2 separate regions of the Mus musculus genome follow, and region 1 is linked to region 2. A link is a contact called in public Micro-C data. All regions are on one chromosome and are shown on one strand. The core of a region is the stretch at or near the end of the contact, and the rest is flanking DNA. Distances in the headings are between cores, read along the strand shown. Region 1 overlaps Cobl (cordon-bleu WH2 repeat). Region 2 overlaps Ddc (dopa decarboxylase).

Region 1 (5,472 bases), core at 1,162-3,661, 620 kb after region 2:
ACTTATTTATTTACTTACTTATTTATTGGTTTTTCGAGACAGGGTTTCTTTGTATAGCCCTGGGTGTCCTGGAACTCACTTTGTAGACCAGGCTGGCCTTGAACTCAGAAATCCCTCTGCCTCTGCCTCCAGAGTGCTGGGATCAAAGGCATGCGCCACCACGCCCGGCTCAGTCTGTACTATTCTTAGTCAGTTTGGACTTTCAGAAAACTGAATCAAGTGCACGGTAGGACAGTAGGCAAAAATACAAGATGCCTGTTTCAAAGTGAACTTCAGATAAACAATGAATAGTTCGGATATGTATTTAGTTTTAAGTTTTGCTTTTCATCTGAAATTCTCACTTAACTGGGCTTCCTGTATGTTGACAACCCTAACCATAGGTGTGTGTGTGTGTGTGTGTGTGTGTGTGTGTGTGTGCATGTGTGTGCACGTGTGTGTTACATACATGTGTGTTTGTTGTATGTGTATATGCATGGGTGTCATTTGCCTGAGGGTGCAAATGTAGCTGTTTATGCATTAACAGAGGTTAGAATTTCATATCCTATCTTCCTCTACCACTCTCAACTTTCTTTTTTTCAAACATGATCTCTCACTGAACATGAAGCTCACTGATTGTGCTAAAGAGCTAGCTCCTGGAGTTATCCTGTTCACTTTCTGCCTTCCCCAGCAGCCTTGGGGTCACAGAAGCATACCAATATGTCCAGCTTTCTACATGAGTATTAGACCACACACTTGTGCAGCAAGCACATTACCACCTGAGCTATCTTCTTAGCATCCAGGCCCTGGGAAAATTCTTAATCCTCTATGTCACCGTATCCTTAGGGAAGAGGGAAGGTGAGACCCACCAGATAGATAGGTGATAAAACTGAGACAGGCAGTGTCAGTTTCTGCTGTGGCTTTAGCAACTTTTAATCAGAGTTAGTCTCTGGCCCATTTGGAGATCTCCACGTTCCATTCAGAAGTGTGGACTCATAGGCACCCGGTCCTGCTGAGCACTCCAGGTAGGCTCTGCTCAGCAGCTCTTCGCTGCATTCTCAATCTATATGAAAGAATCACCTGGATCCTTACCCCAAACGGATGGCTGAAATTACAGACCTGAGTCAACAACCACCATGGCCCAGGGAGCTGGCAGCTCTGGCTGCAGGCCAGCCTCCACCCTTCTGGCTAGGTGACTCAGTGAGTCTCCACGAAGTAAGGCTGAACTGGACCTGTCCTGTCCTCTGAAGAATACCTATTGTGTGATAGGATTATATTGCTTGCAAAGGCATCTGTGAGCTCATGACCAAAAAGTCATAACACACAAACAGAACCCAGAAGTCCCTTTCCTTCCCCAGTTCCCATGTGCAGTAGCTCTCTGTTCTATTAGTGATGGGTAGCCTAAATCCCCTCCCAACCCACAGCCTCCTTCCCGAGGCAACTCAGAATCTGCTTTATCTTCTGTCTAAGCAATTGCCACAGTCTAAGCCTTTGTCTCTTAGTACCACTCCACTGCTGCCAGGGTACAGTTTTCTAATATAGGATCCACTGATCCTTCATATTCTTCCAATGCCTCCTCTAGCCAGGGCTCCTGGTGGGCTATACAGCTGTGTGACCTCTAGGAGAGATCCTGCCCAGATCCTCTCTCCGTTGGCCTCCCTTTATGCAATGCTGATTTCTTGCCATCTGTAAATAAATCAATCTCATCAGATGCCCTCTTACTTGCTCCTCTTATGATTCTCTACCAGAACTTTCAGCACCCCGGCCACTGAGCCCAGTACAGGTAGTGCTATGCTCTTGGCTCTGTGATGCTCAGTGGAGCCCTGTGCTCACAGCAGTCTGTTTCCACAGACACTTACACTACCCCATCAGACACTTCTCACACTCGAATACAGTAGGTGCACGTTCAGGGTCTGGAAATCCTGAGTAAACACTTTCAGCAAGCCACAAAATAGTTGGGAGTATAGTGACTCGAACAAACAACTGCAAGTAATTACCTTTCAGTGCCAGAGAAAGTGACGCCTCCTCTGAGCAACTGGAATATGTCCTACTTTCAATAACCGGGATAATGGAAATTATTGTTTTCCTCATGCACCACTTGTTAGAAATGCTTAGACAAAACTGATTTGCACAACACACTGCTTTGTGCTCATAGTTAAAGGCTCCTTCATTCTATCTGCTTGTTTGTTTGGCTTGCCATACTACTTCTGTTTGTATTACCATCCTTGCAAATTGGCCCCATTAAAACCTTGGGAAAACAAATGGGGTACAGAAAAAACAGCAGAACCGGAGCAAGAAGACTGTGTTGGAAGACACCCCTTCAGAAGATGCTGGGAAGTAGGGTGCTAATTTACACAGCCTCACCTCAGAATGGAAGGACTTCCACCTGACCTGGAGAAGCAATGATTGTTCAGGGTTCACAATTACATTGAGCAAACACAATCAAACACGCACATACCAATCCCAAAGACAATAGAAGGCTAAGCCACAATAGCATTACGAGCGTCATGTGCTGTTGGCTACCAGAAGACAAAGCACCGTTTCTTTTGCTTGGAAATCTGGCTGTTGATCTCTGGGACACTTGGGTTCCAAGGCAGACTGGATTACCCCCACCCTGACCTTCATCACTGAGATCTTCCCAGCAGAGATCATGTGAAACATAAAATGTCAGTTTAAGGAGCCTACTTCATTAAAAACAAGCAAAAACTCTTATCATTGAAAGATTTCTGCTTAGTCTTTCTTTAAATGTTGTGTTAAATAAGTTTAACTGCACCCCCGCCCACAAAGATAAGCATAAATATACAGAGAAAGGGCACTTAAGGGTGTGCAAGGTTGCCTTTCTGAAAATAAATGGAAAGCCTGTCTTCAGCACGGTCGAACCCTCTGGGGCTCCCCTACGATCCCAGATTATTCCCAGCAACACTCCTCACATGATCAGTCTTTTCTGTTCTTTCTAAGTTTCAGGAGGACTGAAATACTAAAATAATAACACTAGCCATTAATATCTGAATGGCAATTCATTTCAGATATACTGCCTGCCTTTATGCTGGCAGGCACATGCTCCTCACCATGTGTGTCCACCAATCTTCTGAGGAAGGCCCTGGTACTTCCCCTAACAAGGGCCTCCCCTGAAGTTTCAGTGCCTGTTCCTCTTGTGACACCTCACCCATAGCAACAGCATACAGCTCTCTAAAGAGCCAGGTCACCAACGCCTAACACTAAACCCAGCCTCAGCAGTGGCTAGGTTGATTATAAGGTGTGCACGAATCATCAGCTAGATAGCCAGTACAAGGAATACTAGAAATTGGAGAGAAGACACCTTGGCTCAAGGACTTGAGCCACTTGAGAATTAGAACCACAGACTAATACTTTACTCCGCAAACCTGGGAGGAGAGGGCTAAGCCTCACACACTTTCCACACAGCCCATGCTTGCGAAGTCACTCATAAAGAAGGTTATGCCTGTCTGCAGAAAGCTACTAAACATATATCACATTCTAAAACAAAGCCACTTACATATAAAATTCAATAAATTTCATACACTTAAAATGGTTTAAAAAAAACAACAACAAAACAAACAAAGCTGTCCAGCAACTATAATTCCTGTCCATAGCTGGTGAAATGTACAACAGCCTAGCAGTCCCTTAAACATTAAAAGCGCACCAAATCATGTGACCCAGCCTCTTGAGTGAATACTCTCCTAATATTCACTCAAGAGGGCTGGGGAGATATGTGTCACACAAAGCTTATATGTGAATGGTCACAGTAGCTTTAGGAAATAGGAAAGGAAATCATCCAATAGTCTATCAGTTGAAGAAGGGTTAGACTAACTGTTGCAAATCTGTGCATGGATCAGGCCTGTCAGTAAAGAGTGTGAATCTCAGCATACTACATGAGAGTAAATATCATTATGTTTAGCAAAAGAGCATGACAAAAGAGAGCACTGCTATACACAATGCCACAAACATACACCCACATATAGATTGATTGCAGCAGCAGGCAAAAGGATGGGGGGAGGGAAAACAGAGGTGCAGACCACAATTTCTGGCTGCAAGAGAAACACTATATGGTGACTGCAGTTGTGAAGCACACATCACATTTTATGAGGCAGCCTTTCATAAAAGTAAACTGGATGTATCTGGGCCCTACACTTTAAGCAGAACTAATTGGTTCTTTAACCATGAATGTTCCTGAAGCCTTTTGTACTCATTCGCCTGGCACAGTCCTGGTCATAATTACTTGTGTAGAGACTTGTTCTCACTTCTATTTTATGGACGTAGTCAGAGCAGGAACACCCAAATGCAACACACTGATAAATTACTTTTAAAAGATCCAGTTACTAAATAACTGTTAAATAGTAGAACATTAGTTGAAATGGATCATTTCTTTGTTAAGCCTTCACAATACACAAAGAAACATGATAAAGAACTAACCCTGAAACAATCAAACATGGTTGAAATTTAAAATTTATGGTGTAGGTAACTGATTAAAATAATGACAATACAAACAAATTTGGGCTTTTGGGATTGGCTTAGGGTTTCCATTGCTCTGAAAAATCACCAAAACCAACTTGAGTAAAAGGGTTTATTTCATCTTCCAGCTTGTAGTTCACCATCCAGGGAGGTAACAGGTACGTACGTGAGGCAGGAACCTGGAGGCAAGAACTGAGGCCATGCTCATCAGAGTTTCCCATACATCCGGGCCCACCTGTCCAGAGATGGCACCATTCACAGTAGCCTGGCCCTCTCACATCAGTATTCAGTCAAAAAATGCTCTACATCTTGCCTATAAGCAATCTGATAGGAGCATTTTCTCATTTGAGGTTCTTCTTCAAAAATATCTCTACTAGTGTAAAACTGACTACAAACCAACCAGTGCAGGGATGGACGTAACTTCCATGATAAGGGCATTGGTTCTTATCATGTATGTTAGGGATTGAACATGTATGTGTTCAATCCCTAACACTGCTGCCAAACATTTTTAAAGGTTGTTTTCATTTCCTTTGTCTGTTTTCTTATTTGTGAGAATTTCTGTGAATTTTATTTTGTTTTGTTTTGCTTTGGAACTGAATGATAATTTTACACAAATTACTTATCCTGTGAGGTTTTTATTTTACTTAGGAAGACTTTATCTACAGAGAAATAATTCTACAGGAAAACTACTAACTGAATTACACTGGAAGTATTTTCACACAATAGTTTTGTTTCATGCTGGCCACACAAAACAAAGCTACAAAGACTCTGTACCCACTTTCATGCTGTTGACAACTCGCAGAGAGTGCTGAGCCTATCAAGAAAGCGCACCAGCAATTTGGGCTCAACTGCCTTTTCTCTAAGCAACATGAATGAACCATGCACTAAAAATTACATTTCCTGCAAAGGATAAAAATTATGTTCCATGTATACAGTTACTTTAGACTAAACAGAACTCTGCATCTGGTCTCCTTGAGAACAGGCAGTGTCTTGTTAATATATATATATATATATATATATATAGTA
Region 2 (5,348 bases), core at 1,173-3,672:
TTTTCTCTTAGTTTTTAAAAGGGGAGAAAAAGGAGGCAGGTTCTGGTATTATGGCATAGTGTGAACTTGTCCTGAATCTGTGAAGCTCTGGGTTCCATCTCAGTACTGTAAAAAGGAGGAGAGGAAGGCGAGGAGGAAGAAAACAAAACATAAAACTGTTGGCCTATTAAAAGCCATCTTAGTAACGGCCAGAGCATCTGGTTTCGTTTATAAGACAGTGATGAGCAGGGCCTTTTGAGTAACATGGTTGTGTAAGTCTCTGCAAAGATAGCTTACTCCCGTGCCGATCTGGGCAGGCTTCCCTCCCAAGGAGAACACAGAACTCAGGTACCCGCTCTGCACAGGAATCTTGTGGAGGTATATATAGCCAGATGACTAGGACAGTGGGGTTTGTTTATCAACCCGGTTCCCAGATGTGCTGATGTTGTGTGTCCACAGGTGACCTGGTTACTGAGGCCACAGGCAACTCAGCAGAGGATTACAGTTCCAGAGGTATTGGATGGACTCTTGGCATTGGGTCAAGAGGAAAGCATCCAATCACATCAGAGGAAACTGGGCAGCAAGTCCATGGAGGAGAGTCTACTGGGCCAGTCAGCCAGCCAGCGCGGCCTGCTTAGCACCACAGGTCATGTTCTGTAGCCCTTGGCAACTGGTACACAACTTTGCTTGTGGATGTCCTGAATAATACTTTATTGTGTTCAACAAAAACAAAGATGGCTGACACTGGCATAACATACCTTTAGCCGGAAGCAGACCAACCCAAGAATGACTTCTGTGCAAATTTCAAAGCGAGGGTCCTGGCGTACCAGTGACTCAAACTCATGAGACAGCTCCACGTGCTGGAAAAAGGGAAGGGAAACTTGCTGTCTTTCTCATCACAACTTTAGCCTAACCCTGGCCACCCAGTACCTTATAGGGCTGCACATCTATTAGTCATTCACATGCGCTGAGCAATGTCCTGCATCCTCACCAGCATTTCCCACATAGGTTGAGAAGAAACTCATCTGCCCTATACCACAAGGATTCCAGCTTCCTCAAAAAAAAAAAAAAAAAAAAAAAACCTCATTTTCTTCTGTCCATGGATCTATGTTTTAACCCCCTTCCGTTTATAATTTTATAATAAACATTATAAAGAAGTAGTTGAAGATTCTAAAAGAAAAAAAGGCCACCTTGACCTCCTCATGATAGCTTTATTAATTTGTAGATAGGAAACTGAGACCCTGCAAGAACAAGTGTCATAGCGTAGGCCTCAGTCATACCTGGGCTCAGCTGAGATTCACATCAGCTGCATCTGATGTGTACACTGGGGTATCACTTCTGCAGTAAATGGGATAGTGATCCCAGCCTGATTCCAACTTACAGACAGGAATCACCCTAACCTGCCACATTCAAGAGCTGTGTCCCCTCTGGTGTGATGGTGTGTGCCTGTAATCACAGCACCTGGAAGATTCTATGAGCCTGAGGCCAACCTGATCGACATACTGAGCCCCAGGCCAACCTGATCGACATACTGAGCCTGAGGCCAACCTGATCGACATACTGAGCCCCAGGCCAACCAAGGCTACATACTGAGACCCTAGCTCCAAAATAATAAAATAATTAAAAGGAAAAAGAAAACGCTATGTGATCGCATTGAATACACCAACTTATTTAATCTCTAGATGTTTAAAGAATTCAAAAACTGATTAAAACCACATATGAACATTTGCTCACTCTCCAAGGGCACACTTAGCTAATTGGAGCCTCCTGGCATCCAGCACTACCTTCCACAAGGCCCATCCTTTAGAGGAGCTGAAGCACACACAGCTTGTTTGGTCATAGATGCCACAGAAGCAATTGTCTCAAGTCTTCCCACCAGAGGGCACCAAAGATTCAGGACTAAAATGCTCTTCAATTAGCTCAAGCCTAGGAACGCCATCTTTGACCATTCCTATGGTCTCCTGTGAAGGCTGGATTGGGGCCTTTCCAGAAAGAGGTGTGGTGTGTCTTTAACCTGGCACAAGCTAATCGCAGTGAGCTGTCCTGAACTGAGAGTCATCACCACCTTTGACTGATAAACCACTTGGGGTTTCTTTCTTATTACACACAAGTTGACTCACCCTCCTTATCCCGTTTGCAATTGGATCAGGGACTATCTAGAAATCTACACACACTCTAGGTTTCTAGTTCTTTCCCCTGTGTAGCTTCTTACACTGCTCAATGTTTGCATACATTTCCTTACAACAGTTTTGTGACCTGGACAGATGCCAGTTTAGAAGAGACACGGGTACTCTTCTAACAACTGCTTTTCTGCATCCTGTCATAGAAGAGGGCCCGAGACACTCAGCCCCTGCCTTTAGCTGCACATCTGGTAATGCAGTGGGACTTAAGGGGAAAGCTGTCACCACCACAGGCTGGAAACCACAGGCATGCTTGCCTCATCAAGATGATGTTGTGGCTTAGAAAGGACTCAGCTGAAGTCACTGGGCCCTCTGCATCTGACTAAATGGGTAGACATGTCCTGGCTCATACTCAGGGCTTAGCCTGGAAACAAACAAACAAACAAAAAAAGTAGGGTAGTAGGACTTAGAATAATAAGCGGCTCCTCAAGCTACTTTAAGGCACATCATAGTGACTGGGTGGCTTATTGGAACCGAAGTTCCATACTGCCCAGAAAGCCTCCTTGAGACAAAAGGACTAGATGGTATCTATCCCAACCAACTCAAAGGTTTTCTTAGTTTGGGAGGTTTGGGTTGTTGTTGCTGCTGTTGTTCGTTTGCTTGCTTGTTTTATTTCATTTTGTTTGGCGGTAGTGGGGGAGAAAAACATTATGCTCTCATTACTAGTATTGCTCCGTCAAAATTACTGCTGGATGGATACGTGGAAAACATTAAATTTACACACTGCTTTTAATTAACTTCCTGGAGCTGATAACCTATATTCTAATGAAAGTGTCTTAGAAGATACATAGAACCAGTTTGTGAGTGCCTTAATCGTAAAGGCCCAAACTACTGCCTGATTCCAACGCTGTGCTTAAGGAAAAAAAAAAAAAAAAAAAAAAAAAAAACGCTCTTTCAGACAACAGCAGATCATGGCTGCTCTCACTCTCTTTCCAGCCTGAACTTTCCAGCCCCGGGCTGGGCCTCCCCTCCCCTCCCCTCCCCTCCCCTCCCCCAGAAGCTCTTTCCTATGTAATCCAGACATTTTGGCCTCTCGCTCCCCCTCACTCCCCCCTCTCTGCATTCTCTCTCCCTGAACGCGCATGCTCTTTCTCGCTTTCTCTTCCCCCTCCCCTCTGTCTCGCTCCTCGTGGCGCCTCGTTCCTTGGGACCAGTGAACTCGCCCCAGAGCTGCTTCCCAAGAAACCTGCCTTTATTCAAACCTGGTTTGAATTGACTCGTTTCACTGGGGGAGAATAACTTATCACATCCATTCCTCTGTCCCCAAAGGCCTGTCCCTTCTAGGAAATTGTCTGTCTCTGCTTGTATATGAAAATTCTGATGCCCTCATGTTTATGAAAGGGCCTCATGATGTACTTTTCAGAGCTTATCCCTGTTGTTAGGCAATGCATGATGGTGTTTGCTTACAAAGACACCTGAATTCGTTTCTGAGTTTCCTACGACCGACCGTTAGAACATTAGATAAACAAAGAAGGCAGTCACCTTTCGGATGTAAGCCTGCAGCCCCTTGACTCCGTACATTCTAAAAACAAACCACATTTTCAAAGAGCGAAATCGTCGCCCCAGTGGGATCTGCCAGTGCTGAAATAAAATATAAAGAACCCGTCAGTGAGAACAGTGCAAACAGCCAGGCTCCTTTTCAGCTTCCCAGTCAGCCGGTTTCTTCTGGAAGCAGCCAGTTTCCTATAGAATGGCCGTTTCCCAGCCGGGAAGGCGTACAACTTGTTGTGTGAGCTGGGGAGAAGAGAGGGAGAAGCTGCCTTCACATCCTGTGGAGATGAGGACAGAAGAAACACTGAACGAGAGGCACTGAAGTTTACCATTTTCAACGCACAAATGTCTGCTGAGTACACCCCAGAGGAGGCACTCCAGGAAGAAATAGGAATGATGTGGTCCTGCCCTAGGCAGCTTCCGAGGGGGCAGGAGGTCATCCAGGCAGAGAGAGGGTGCTGAACTCCTTGTGTGTCTGCCTTTCTCTGCCTGGATGCACTGAAGCTGCACTCTGAAACAGTATCAGCGCCTTTGTCTCACTGACCTCTGGGGAGTGACCCCTAATACCCTTTTACCAAAGAAGCCTGCCTCTGCTTCTCCTAGCTTTTCCAGACGGTCATCTGACAGGCTGTTCACACTGGCTCCTCACATTCTTCTTGATGGTGATGGATGATGGTTGGAAATGCAATAAAAGCACGTAGGAAAGGGCAGGCATGAGACACAGGCCTGTCGGGAGGATGGCCTTGCACTACTTCCTGGCTTTCTTTGAAATTCTTTTACTTGGGCTTACAAAGGGCGGGCTGGGGGAGGGGAGCTCTTTACTTCTTATCTAGTCCGGAGGCTCCAGTCTCCTGGAGAGAAAGCGCAGTCTCCCTTCTGGGTGGTGTTCTACAGTTGGGAAAAGCACCCTAAACTCGCCCGCTGTCTACCATCACAGAGCCCACTAAGAATTAGCTTTAGCTACAATTAAGAGTGAGCTCCGTGCTGCTTCTAGGAACACAGAGTTTATTTTTAAATGCAGTCGTTCCTCCCTGAATCATGAAATCTGAGACAACACCAAATGTATATATGCTGTTTCCCCTATACTTGTATGCCTATGGTATAATTGCTTTTTGTTTGAGGCACAGTCTCATTATGTAGCCCCAGCTGGCATGGACTTAGTAGGCTAGGTTGGTAGGCTAGGAGAACCTCCTGCCCCTGCCTCCTGAGTTCTGGGGTTAAGGGTGTGCGCCATCAGACTTTACTCCCTAGTTTAATTCCTTATTATTAAACTGTTTCTTTATGAAGGCCTCTGGTTTTCCTGAATTATTATGCAGCAGTCCTGCAACTTTTACCAAGTATATAAAATCAGAATGAGACAATAAGGCCATAGGATGTGCGGGGTTTTTTTGTTTGTTTGTTTGTTTTTCCATTTTGCTTCTGCACAGTTTAAGTACCATTGTGGGGAAGGGGACATCTGACCTCATGCCAAGTTCACTTAAAACAATGGAGGGTCTGCTGACAATTGCTGACAGACTTGCCAAGCTCTGTTTAACGTAGAGCTTTTCCTCTCAAAAGTCTGGCATTTGTACCCCCCACAAGAGTAATACAAATCCAAAGCCCACAGAAGTGTCAGGATGAAAAGATTTTAAGTGATCTTATCCTCAAACTACTTTTAATATTATTCTTATAGTATCCCTTAAATTGTGCTTTCTAAAA

Evidence for each region. Hi-C and Micro-C count contacts between places; a contact is called where the count stands out from the background.
Region 1: a Micro-C map of embryonic stem cells shows a contact between it and region 2, with 3 times the contacts expected there. The contact joins two enhancer-like sites. A contact is called at or near these places in 1 of 39 promoter capture datasets (cranial neural crest), 2 of 484 Hi-C or Micro-C datasets (embryonic stem cells and muscle stem cells) and 4 of 115 datasets of contacts at active chromatin or transcription factors (astrocytes, embryonic stem cells and pancreatic cancer cells).

Annotation. Positions count from the first base shown.
Region 1 is chr11:12,441,325-12,446,796 of GRCm38.p6, forward strand. All of the region lies in intron 1 of Cobl (cordon-bleu WH2 repeat), which reads right to left. Among named protein-coding and RNA genes, the nearest start is that of Cobl, 21 kb to the right of the region's middle. Within about 2 kb of position 2,412, at least 39 of the 459 cell types and tissues checked have an H3K27ac peak or open chromatin away from gene starts, as enhancers often do. A contact at or near this core is called in embryonic stem cells and muscle stem cells, where this site is marked.
Region 2 is chr11:11,818,554-11,823,901 of GRCm38.p6, forward strand. Ddc (dopa decarboxylase) reads right to left here. Exons shown (of 15, transcript NM_001190448.1): 12 at 3,642-3,740; 13 at 738-839. Among named protein-coding and RNA genes, the nearest start is that of Fignl1, 12 kb to the left of the region's middle. Within about 2 kb of position 2,423, at least 209 of the 459 cell types and tissues checked have an H3K27ac peak or open chromatin away from gene starts, as enhancers often do. A contact at or near this core is called in embryonic stem cells and muscle stem cells, where this site is marked.